2 separate regions of the Mus musculus genome follow, and region 2 is linked to region 1. The links are chromatin contacts, called in public Micro-C maps. All regions are on one chromosome and are shown on one strand. The core of a region is the stretch at or near the end of the contact, and the rest is flanking DNA. Distances in the headings are between cores, read along the strand shown. Region 1 has its middle 34 kb from the start of Rassf10. Region 2 holds the start of Rassf10 (Ras association (RalGDS/AF-6) domain family (N-terminal) member 10).

Region 1 (4,738 bases), core at 949-3,448:
ACCACATGCTTCTGGGGCCAAATTTACATACAGCTGGGAGGGGGCTGTAGGAAAGAGTGGCTAGAACCTTGGGTAAGAGCTTGGTGAACCCCAAAAGGTATTATAAAAGCTCAAGGGAGTGTGGGTGCCATGTAGAAATGACACACAGACTCTCTTAGATTAGTCTCCTCTCCATGTTCAGCTTCTTTGGACAGCTCATTCCCTGCTTGGCCCTGAATGAGACTGCTTCATCTCATTCAGGGACATCTTGATGGTCTCTCGTGGGCCGTTACAGTTGCTTTGAAGGCAGTAATGGCTGCTATGCTCAGAGAGTCTGGTTTGAGACTAGGTAATGCTATCCCCTCCCACTTATTGTGTACAGCAGCCATTGTCAGACATAGCCTTGCTTGTATCTATAACCACAAAGGCAAGGCAAAGCTAAATCCAGGCAGGCCATGAGCCTCGCTCCTCAGCTGGGTGACAATCATGGACTCAGCAATGGCACATGTCCTGTCTCTTATATGGACTCTGCTTGTCTCGTTGATGAGTTCTACCTGATATGGGTATGCCTTGGAATCTGTAGTTCACCTCCATTACATAGGAACACTTACAGCTCCATCTTCTTTGGACTCTGATATGCTTTGGGACTACCTCAGGAGTGACTGAGTCTTCTATGTAACTTCTAAATCAACCCATCGAAACAAAACTGTCTCAGGCTGCCAGAAGTGTAGGAGATTAAGTAGAAGGATCATTTTCATGGGGTTCCAACCAATGATGAGCTTCTGAGAACCTCAGAGCTTTGGGACGCAGAGTGAACTGAGGTGGGGTTGCAACAATCAAAAGGTTGCGTAGGCCCTTCTTACCATTCCAGTCTGCTTTCTACTGCGGTGGTAAAACAGCAACCAAAAACAACTTTGGGAGGGAAGGGCTAATTTGGCTTGTATGTGTTAGTCCATCATTAAGAGAAGCCAGTGCAGGAACTCAAGCAGAGCAGGAACCAAATTGGAAACCTCGAAGGAATGTTGCTTACTAGCTTGCTCCCCATGGCTTGCTCAGCCTGCTTTCTTATACAGTTGAGGTCCAGCTGCCCAAGGGCACCTCCCACAGTGGGCTAGGCCTTCCCACATCAATCATGAACTAGGAAAATGTCCACACAAACTTGCCTACAGGCCAAATCTCATGGTGTCATTTTTCTCACAAGGTTCCTTGTTGTCAATTGGCTCTCTCTGTGTGAAGTCAGCACACTTGGTAGAGAGAGATGAGCCAGCAGAGCACGGGCATAATCTGGGTGCCAGCTGTCCCGACAGAACAAATGATCTGACAGAACTGGGTACAGCCTGAGGGATTGCCGTCTTACACATATTCTCACTTACAGCACATGGAGGCGAGATGGCGTTCTTATACCTATCTTATTAGAGATTGGATTTGTGGAGCTGACATTGTTTTTTTTTTTTTTTTTTTTTTTTTTTTTTTTTTTAGAAAGTCAGTAGACAAGGATTCAAATCCATGTTATTCTACTTCATAGCTATGAGCCGTTGAAAAATTGCCCAAGTTGGAGTCCAGTGCCCTCCTTAGGAAAGGAGAGATGGCAATACAGACCTTGCTGGAAAACTGTCAGGATGAGAGGCAGCCCCATGGAGACCGATGCCAGCTACTTGGGAAGTCTTTGAAGGGGTCTGTCTTCTTTATAGGCAGCATAGCCCTGCACTGGACACCCTTCGCTGGCTCCCACTGTCAAGGTCAAAAGAGCTTTCGAAAGAGTTCAGGTTTTGCAGGAATAGCAACCACACATATGACCTTGACTGAGGGGTTCTGGGTTTTGCTTGTTCTGTTTTAGGTTTGGGGGTGGAGAGCATTGTTTTATTTTGAGACAGGGTCTCAATGCATCCCAGTCTAACCTTGAAATTGCTATGTAGCTGAAGATGTCCTTAAACTTGTGAACCTACAGTGCTGGGGTTACAGGTGTAGGACACTAGACCTGGTTCACAGTGTGCTGGAATGGAGCCAAGAGCATCATGTACAGTCCCTTGGCTTCAGGGTTTTTTTTTTTGTTGTTGTTGTTATTTGACAATTTTAGACAGCTGGCTGAATTCACTATGTTGCCCAAGTTGTCCTCGACCTCATGATCTTTCAGGTTGGCCTCCAAAGTTCTGGGGTTACCAGCATGTGCTTGTAATGGTTAAAAACATGAAGCCAACCAACCCTAGTAGTCTCTTCTATCCAAGCCGCCGGCTTCCAGGAGTGTTGACATGGCAGTTTGCTGCCCTCTGCTGTCCACAAGAGGAACGTACTAAAGTGGGTTTTTGTTGTTTTTTTTTTTTTTTTGGTTGGTTGGTTTGATTTGGTTTGGTTTTATTTTTTTAATTTCCAAGAACCCTGTGGCCCCAGGTGGCCCAGCCATACAAAACTTGCTCTACTTCTCTGAAAATAGCCCCAGAAATGGTAGTGCCAGGCCTGACTGTATAGTCTGAGGGGCCCAAAGACCTTGGTAAAATGTGTGACCTTGCAAGTTGTCCCCTGATTTCCATGAGTGTTACCCCTCCTTCTGCCTCCCTCTCCCCTCTTCTCTCTGTCTCCATCTACCCCTTCTGTCTTTCTGTATCTGTGTCTCTTTATGTCTCTGTCTGTCTCTGTGTTTCTCTGTGTCTCTGTCCCTGTATCTCTGTCTCTGTCTCTCTTACATGCACACACACACACACACACACACACACACACACACACACACACACACACACACACCAAAGACAAAACCTTTAAAAAGAAACACAGGAGGTTTTCTTTTTAAAACATGGTATTAAGCTAAGCTTTGGGCACTTATAAAGGTGACATCTTTATGTCCACCTGTGCCTTATGCCCTGAAACTAGGATGTCCTCATTTCTACCTGCTCCTGACATTAAACTCCTGGGCCACTAATCCCCTGAAGGATTTCCAGACGTTGCAAGATAGTAGATGGAGGTAAGTCTCTCCCTAACAGGATGGTCTTGTAAACAGAATTCTCTCGAGCAGACTCTATCACAAATCCAGCCTCTTTCCAACTCACTATTAAGGCCGGGGAGGGGGGGGGTAGGCAAAATCTCAGTACCCCCGTCCAGGCCCTGGGAGTCAATTCAGTCTTAGGCGCTGGTCCAGCAGAGATTCAGATGTCAATTCTGAACAGAGAAAGCTACATTGAGGACAGAGGAGACTTAAGACTATAGGGTGAGAAAATTCACTTAACAAAATTCTCCGAGAGATTATTCCAAAAGAGACCATGGGCCCACTGCTGTCACCTGCTACAAGGTAACTCGGTGTACATCTGGGGAAGAAGGAAAAAGGACGACGCAGAAAGACGCCAGGAGGGTTGGTGGGGGCGGGGCATGGCGCGGGCATCTCTGTGAGGGAATCTTGGCAGTGAGGTGGGGCAGCCTGGAGTGGATTCGGGGAACTGGTGATGTGTAAGGGGAGTGAAGCTCAAGATTAGCAGCAGTGGGAAATCACGCAGGCTCCAGACGGAGGCATAAGCACCCAGGGACCGCGCACACCGAGCCTCCCTCAGACTGGACCTGAGGGCATCACAAAATCAACTGTGCTGGTTCAGAGAATCCCTGGCTTCTGCACAGCTTCTATTCTTAACGTCTCCTGGCCACACAGACTGACAGGCAGCTGTCACAGGAGCGGGAGGGAGGAAAGCTCACAAGGTCAGAGCTCCTGAGTGACAGGACAGGCAAGGGTTGGGCATGCGCACACTCCACCTAGCGCCAGGGCTCATCTTCCGTGTCTATCTCTGTGGCCATGTGAAAAAGCCCTTAGCCTTGTTTCTTTGTCCTAGGGCTCTCTGTGGTCACCGTTCTCACTCTCCCTCCTCTGCCTCCTCCCTCCCTTCCCTCCGCCCCCACCTCTCCGTCTGTTTGTTTCCATCTTTGCTTTTTTCTGTCTAACTTTCCATTCTCCATTCTCTCTGCCTCTTTGTTTCCCATTAATGTGCTCACTGACGTCAAGGCCATTATGTGCATTACGTATTATTTTCCAATAAATATTTCCGTACAGCCGACGACAGTCGTCCATTTCTGTTGGTGGTTTTGCCCCCCCCCCCCCACCCTGTGGTTTTTAATCACTGAGTCTGTTGCCTGCCATCAGCTGCAGTCAGAGAAGAGCAAACGGACAATTTCACAAATAATCGACTCATGAGGTTTTAAGTTACATCCCAGTTTGAACACTGTGATGCAATCTCCAGCTGCTCCATCCTCCCTGGGGCATGACTGTTCCCTCTGTCCAGGGCATCCACAGTGTATATACTACCTAACCGTTTGTTACTTAGTAAGCCATCACCCTAACTCTGCTATATCTCCATGCTTGTGCTCAAGTCACCTTAACTCTACTTAACAGCATCCTGGAGCACCAGAGAGAGCATCAAGTGTGGGAGGATCCATCAACTCTGGGACTCTGTGGTCATGCTATAATTAGGACATCTTTGAAACTGCGGTTTCACACAGTCAATGAGAATCTTGGACTATGGCCCTCCTGAATAGAAAGAGAGAAGGGTATGCAAGCACAGCGTGACCTCTAACCTCATTCCCACCTCTGTGCCCAAATGTCCAGATGTGCTGACAAAAATTAATCCAAACTCCCTTTACTTTGTGACTAGATTCGAGACTGACCTCATGAGAAGACTCAGCAACTATAAAAAGGAAAAGACAATGTAACTCCCACATCAAGGGAACTGATACAATGTTCACTCAGTAAGACTTCTGTTCACAGAAATGATTACAGACACATCTG
Region 2 (4,738 bases), core at 917-3,416, 34 kb before region 1:
GTCACAATTAACATTCAAGGAATTTCCTTTCCATCCAAGTGTTTTCTTTTAGCAGCACTTTATGCCACAGACCAAAGTTCTAGCTGTCATCAGTCCTTCCCATGCACAGGAGTGGTAAAAAAAAAATGTCCCGTAATGTTTTCCTTTTCTCTTGTTTTGAAAATGGGCTTGGACCTCATCACTTACCTAATGTGTTTTTAAAAAACAGGGAGGGGTTCTCACCTCCTGACTCCACTTCCCTCTAAAGCTTAGAAGCTTAGGGCTTCCTTGTCCAGGACCCTCCTTCACACTCACTCTCCAGACCCATCCGTGGGAACTCTGAGCTCACCCCCATGGCCTCACTTCATGTCCCTGAGCAGGCCAAACCAGTGCATTCTGCAAGCGTCTAAGCTTGCTCCCTACTACTTCTACACAAGGGATTCACACACAGGGGGTACCGAGTCTGAGTCTTGGCTATGCATGGAGCTCAGCCCAGTATCTGAGTCCTCATCGTTGCCCGGGCAACTCTTAGCCAGTCCCCGGGCCTGGTCTACCCACATTTCTGCACAGGTCTGAGGCTGAGGTTCGCGAGAGGGTCCGCTGGAACCCAGAGCCCCATCATGCACCACCGTCTGCTCAAAAGTGTGCAAACTCTGGAGAAGGCCCTGAAGCTCGCGCTCCTTAATGTCCCTCTGCTGCTGGCTGTAATCCAAGTCCGCCTTGACGGCCTCCAGGTCCGTGCTGAGCCTCAGCCCGATGTAAAGGCTGGTGCTGAGCTGCGTCCTGACCCGCTCCTGCTCCAGCAGCAGCTCGCCATCCGGACCACCATCGGGCTCTAGGGACTCCTCTCGAGCCGCCAGCTCCTCATTGCGCCGCTGCATCCAGCGCTGGTTCAGTTCCTCCTGGATCTCGGCGGACAGGCGCTCTAGCAACTCCTCCTGCTGGGCGCGCTCCTCCTGCAGCCGCACCAGGTCGTCACAGCGCCTGGCCAGCTCCTCCAACGCTGCCGCCTGCGCCTCGCTGTCCAGGGGTGCCGCCGGTTCTGTCCCCTTCTCCTCCAGTGTCGCATCTTCCGGCTCCCCTTCAGGAGTTTGTCCGTCCAGGTCGATGCCGGCCCCCACTAGATAGGTATCCTGCACGTAGTTGACTCCGTGCCTCCGCATGCGGTCTAGGTGCACCTTGGCTTCGTAGCGGTCTATCTCGCGGTCCAGCTCCCGGAGCCGCTGCACCTGCTGGCGAATCGTGTGGTCCTGCGACAGCACCAGATGCACCAGCGTCTCCATACGTTCTACCGACGCGCTCTCGTGGGTCCGAGCAGACGACGAGCAGGACGAGGCGGTGGACGACGACGTGGACGAACAAGGTGACGACGGCTGCTGCTGGCGCCTCCGGTTGAGCTTGGCCAGTTTGCGGAAGGCCTTGCGTACCACCCGCCGCTGCTTCTCCTGGGTCAAGGCCAGGCTGGGCCGTGCTGGGGCGCCCCGGGCCAAGCAGGGGCGCTCGCGGCTGAGCACTACCCGCGCCTCGGCGCTGCGCGGTCCGGCGTTGGGCAGCGACGCTTCGCTGCGCACCAGCACGAAGCGTACATTCTCCTGCTCGTCGCCCCAAGCAGTCCAGAGGCGCAAGATCCGCGTCTTGTTGGGCAGGATGCGCTCAAAGCCGCGCCACTTCTCCACAATGCAATAGCACTGCGGGGGCCCACATAGCATGCCCGGGGGCATCGCGTCGTCGTCATCCTCGTCGTTTTCGTCCGGGGGCTCGGGCAGCTCCAACTGGCCCGAAGGGTCTTCCGTCAAGCCCCGTCGCTGGCCCCGCCGCTGCCTGCAGCGCCGCCGGCAGCCGTCCTCCAAAAGCACCCGCACCACGTCCGAGCAGGTGGTGCGGCGGGAGAGGCCGGACACCAGCTTCTCCTCCTGGCAGATCCACACCGATATCTTCTTCTCCGAAGGATCCATGGCGCAACCGGGACGTGAGGAGCAAGTCCGGCTAGGTGCAATTAGGGCAGCAGGGCCAGCGCGGGCAACCTGGCAGCTCCCGAACTGCAGTAGAATCCGTGACCCTGTCTCCGGCCTCACTAGCCTTTCTCCCGGACTATGTACTGAAATCGGGCAGCGGCTGCTTTCGGCTCGGACGGCGGACTCTCCCAAAGCAGCACGCCGGGGCTCAGGTTCCAGCGGCTCTGGCTCTGCCCGCGGTGCCCGAGGCCTCCGGGTTTTGCTCCTCCCCACCTGGCTCCACCTCTTCCCGCCCCCCAGCGCCCTGAGCCGCTGCTGAGAGCACCGCAGGCGGGGCGCCCAAACTCGCCCCTCCCAGCCCTGCGGACGGGTCTGCCCCTGGCTCAGGTTACTGGCGTCCAGTTCCTAGTTTTTTCCACTCAGAGCAAAGATGGACTCCCGGGACCTTTCTGATACAAGGCCTGGAGCCTTCACCTCTAGGCATCAGCTCTGCGCCTGGAGCCCGCACCTCTGCGCCTCCCTGGGCTCAGCTACGCCTTGCCTCTAGACTTGGTTGGAAACACCTTAACCCGATGTGCGTGGTCTTGTGCCTTCTGTACAATGCACTTTGCACAGACGGGGAAACTGAGGCACCTAACAGTTTCTACTAGAGACGTTGTGATCCACTACCTGACCAGCTCACCTTTGTAAGCGCTGCCTCTAAACCTTCCAGTCTTCCTCAACCACAGTGGGGTCCATGATCAGATTTGCAATGATCTAAGGGTGGTACCCAATTCCCCATAGGTCAGATCTGTAGGTCCCCACTTTGCCCCTCCACTTCCCACAGCCTTGTTGACAGAGAAGTCAGGGCCAAACCTAAATTGATCACCAGTCCTGACTCCAAAGGGGAAACCGAGGCTATTACTATGACTGTTCCCATTGCATCTAAATGTCGTCTGGAAGTGATGAGAATCAAGTATCAGAACAGAAGAAATTCAAAGCCACTCTAATCGAAGCTTAAAACCCTCTCAGTGAAAGGCTTGTCCAGGGAAGCCCAGATCTGACAGCTCACTCCCCTGCCTCAAGACCTTGGATGTCTCATTATTTCTTGGAAAGTGCTTTGGTCGATTGAATGATTCCTTCCTGGAACATTTGCTGGGTTCCCACTGTGCTCTAAGTCCAGTGCAAGTGGTGTGATGATGAGCAAGCCTCCTGGCCTGCCAGCAGCTCACCATAGCTCAAGAGACATTTCCAATCAGTCTGGCGGTTCCTCAGAAAACTGGACATAGTACTACCGGAGGATCCAGCAATACCTCTCCTGGGCATATATCCAGAAGATGCCCCAACAGGTAAGAAGGACACATGCTCCACTATGTTCATAGCAGCCTTATTTATAATAGCCAGAAGCTGGAAAGAACCTAGATGCCCCTCAACAGAGGAATGGATACAGAAAATGTGGTACATCTACACAATGGAGTACTACTCAGCTATTAAAAAGAATGAATTTATGAAATTCCTAGCCAAATGGATGGACCTGGAGGGCATCATCCTGAGTGAGGTAACACATTCACAAAGAAACTCACACAATATGTATTCACTGATAAGTGGATATTAGCCCCAAACCTAGGATACCCAAGATATAAGATATAATTTGCTAAACACATGAAACTCAAGGAGAATGAAGACTGAAGTGTGGACACTATGCCCCTCCTTAGATTTGGGAACAAAACACCCATGGAAGGAGTTACAGAGACGGAGTTTGGAGCTGAGATGAAAGGATGGACCATGTAGAGACTGCCATAGCCAGGGATCCACCCCATAATCAGCATCCAAACGCTGACACCATTGCATACACTAGCAAGATTTTATTGAAAGGACGCAGATGTAGCTGTCTCTTGTGAGACTATGCCGGGGCCCAGCAAACACAGAAGTGGATGCTCACAGTCAGCTAATGGATGGATCATAGGGCTCCCAATGGAGGAGCTAGAGAAAGTAGCCAAGGAGCTAAAGGGATCTGCAACCCTATAGGTGGAACAACATTATGAGCTAACCAGTACCCCGGAGCTCTTGACTCTAGCTGCATATATATCAAAAGATGGCCTAGTCGGCCATCACTGGAAAGAGAGGCCCATTGGACTTACAAACTTTATATGCCCCAGTACAGGGGAATACCAGGGCCAAAAAGGGGGAGTGGGTGGGCAGGGGAGTGGGGGTGGGTGGATATGGGGGACTTTTGGTATAGCATTGGAAATGTAAATGAGTTAAATACCTAATAAAAAATGGAAAAAAAAATAAAAAATAAAAAGAAAAAAAAATAAAAATAAAAATACACAAGTAAGAAATTAAAAAAAAAAAAAAAAAAAAGAGACATTTCCAGTACCAGGCAAACACAATACCTTGTGTTTCTGACCAGGGAAGTCACCATGTAGTAAGAGAGCATGCCTGGACGCTGCTTGGCAGCCTGGACCCCATCTGGGAGAATCTGCAAAGGCTCCCTTCCCATCAAGGGTACCATCTGAGGCAAGAGAAAAAAAAAAAAAGAACCATTTGGGACTGCCAAAGGACTAAGAGATGGGGTACATTGCAGGCAGAGGAATCAGATGTTCAAACTCAAAAGAATCAAGAGAACATGGCAGTCACCGGGCCACACAGAGTTACATGAAGAAGAATCTGCCAAAGATAAGCTAAAAGGACCAGGTCAGGAAGGGTCCTTAATTCCATGCATACGCTTTCAAATGTATCCGAAGCATAGTCAGACACTGGAGGTTTACACTGAATGCTTTTACTTATCGTGACCTTAAGGAAAATATGTAATACTTCTGAAT

Evidence for each region. A called contact is a pair of places that touch in the nucleus more often than the background predicts.
Region 2: a contact with region 1 is called in a Micro-C map of muscle stem cells, with 3 times the contacts expected there. The contact joins the promoter of Rassf10 here to the enhancer-like site in region 1. A contact is called at or near these places in 1 of 39 promoter capture datasets (macrophages), 4 of 484 Hi-C or Micro-C datasets (colorectal tumor organoids, embryonic stem cells, muscle stem cells and 1 more), 2 of 115 datasets of contacts at active chromatin or transcription factors (both in embryonic stem cells) and 1 of 9 other capture datasets (pancreatic islet).

The regions. Positions count from the first base shown.
Region 1 is chr7:112,917,516-112,922,253 of GRCm38.p6, reverse strand. No RefSeq gene overlaps it. Among named protein-coding and RNA genes, the nearest start is that of Rassf10, 34 kb to the left of the region's middle. Within about 2 kb of position 2,198, at least 1 of the 459 cell types and tissues checked has an H3K27ac peak or open chromatin away from gene starts, as enhancers often do. A contact at or near this core is called in muscle stem cells, where this site is marked.
Region 2 is chr7:112,951,390-112,956,127 of GRCm38.p6, reverse strand. Rassf10 (Ras association (RalGDS/AF-6) domain family (N-terminal) member 10) reads right to left here and starts at 2,166. Exons shown (of 1, transcript NM_175279.3): 1 at 1-2,166. The coding sequence starts at 1,934. The coding sequence ends at 408.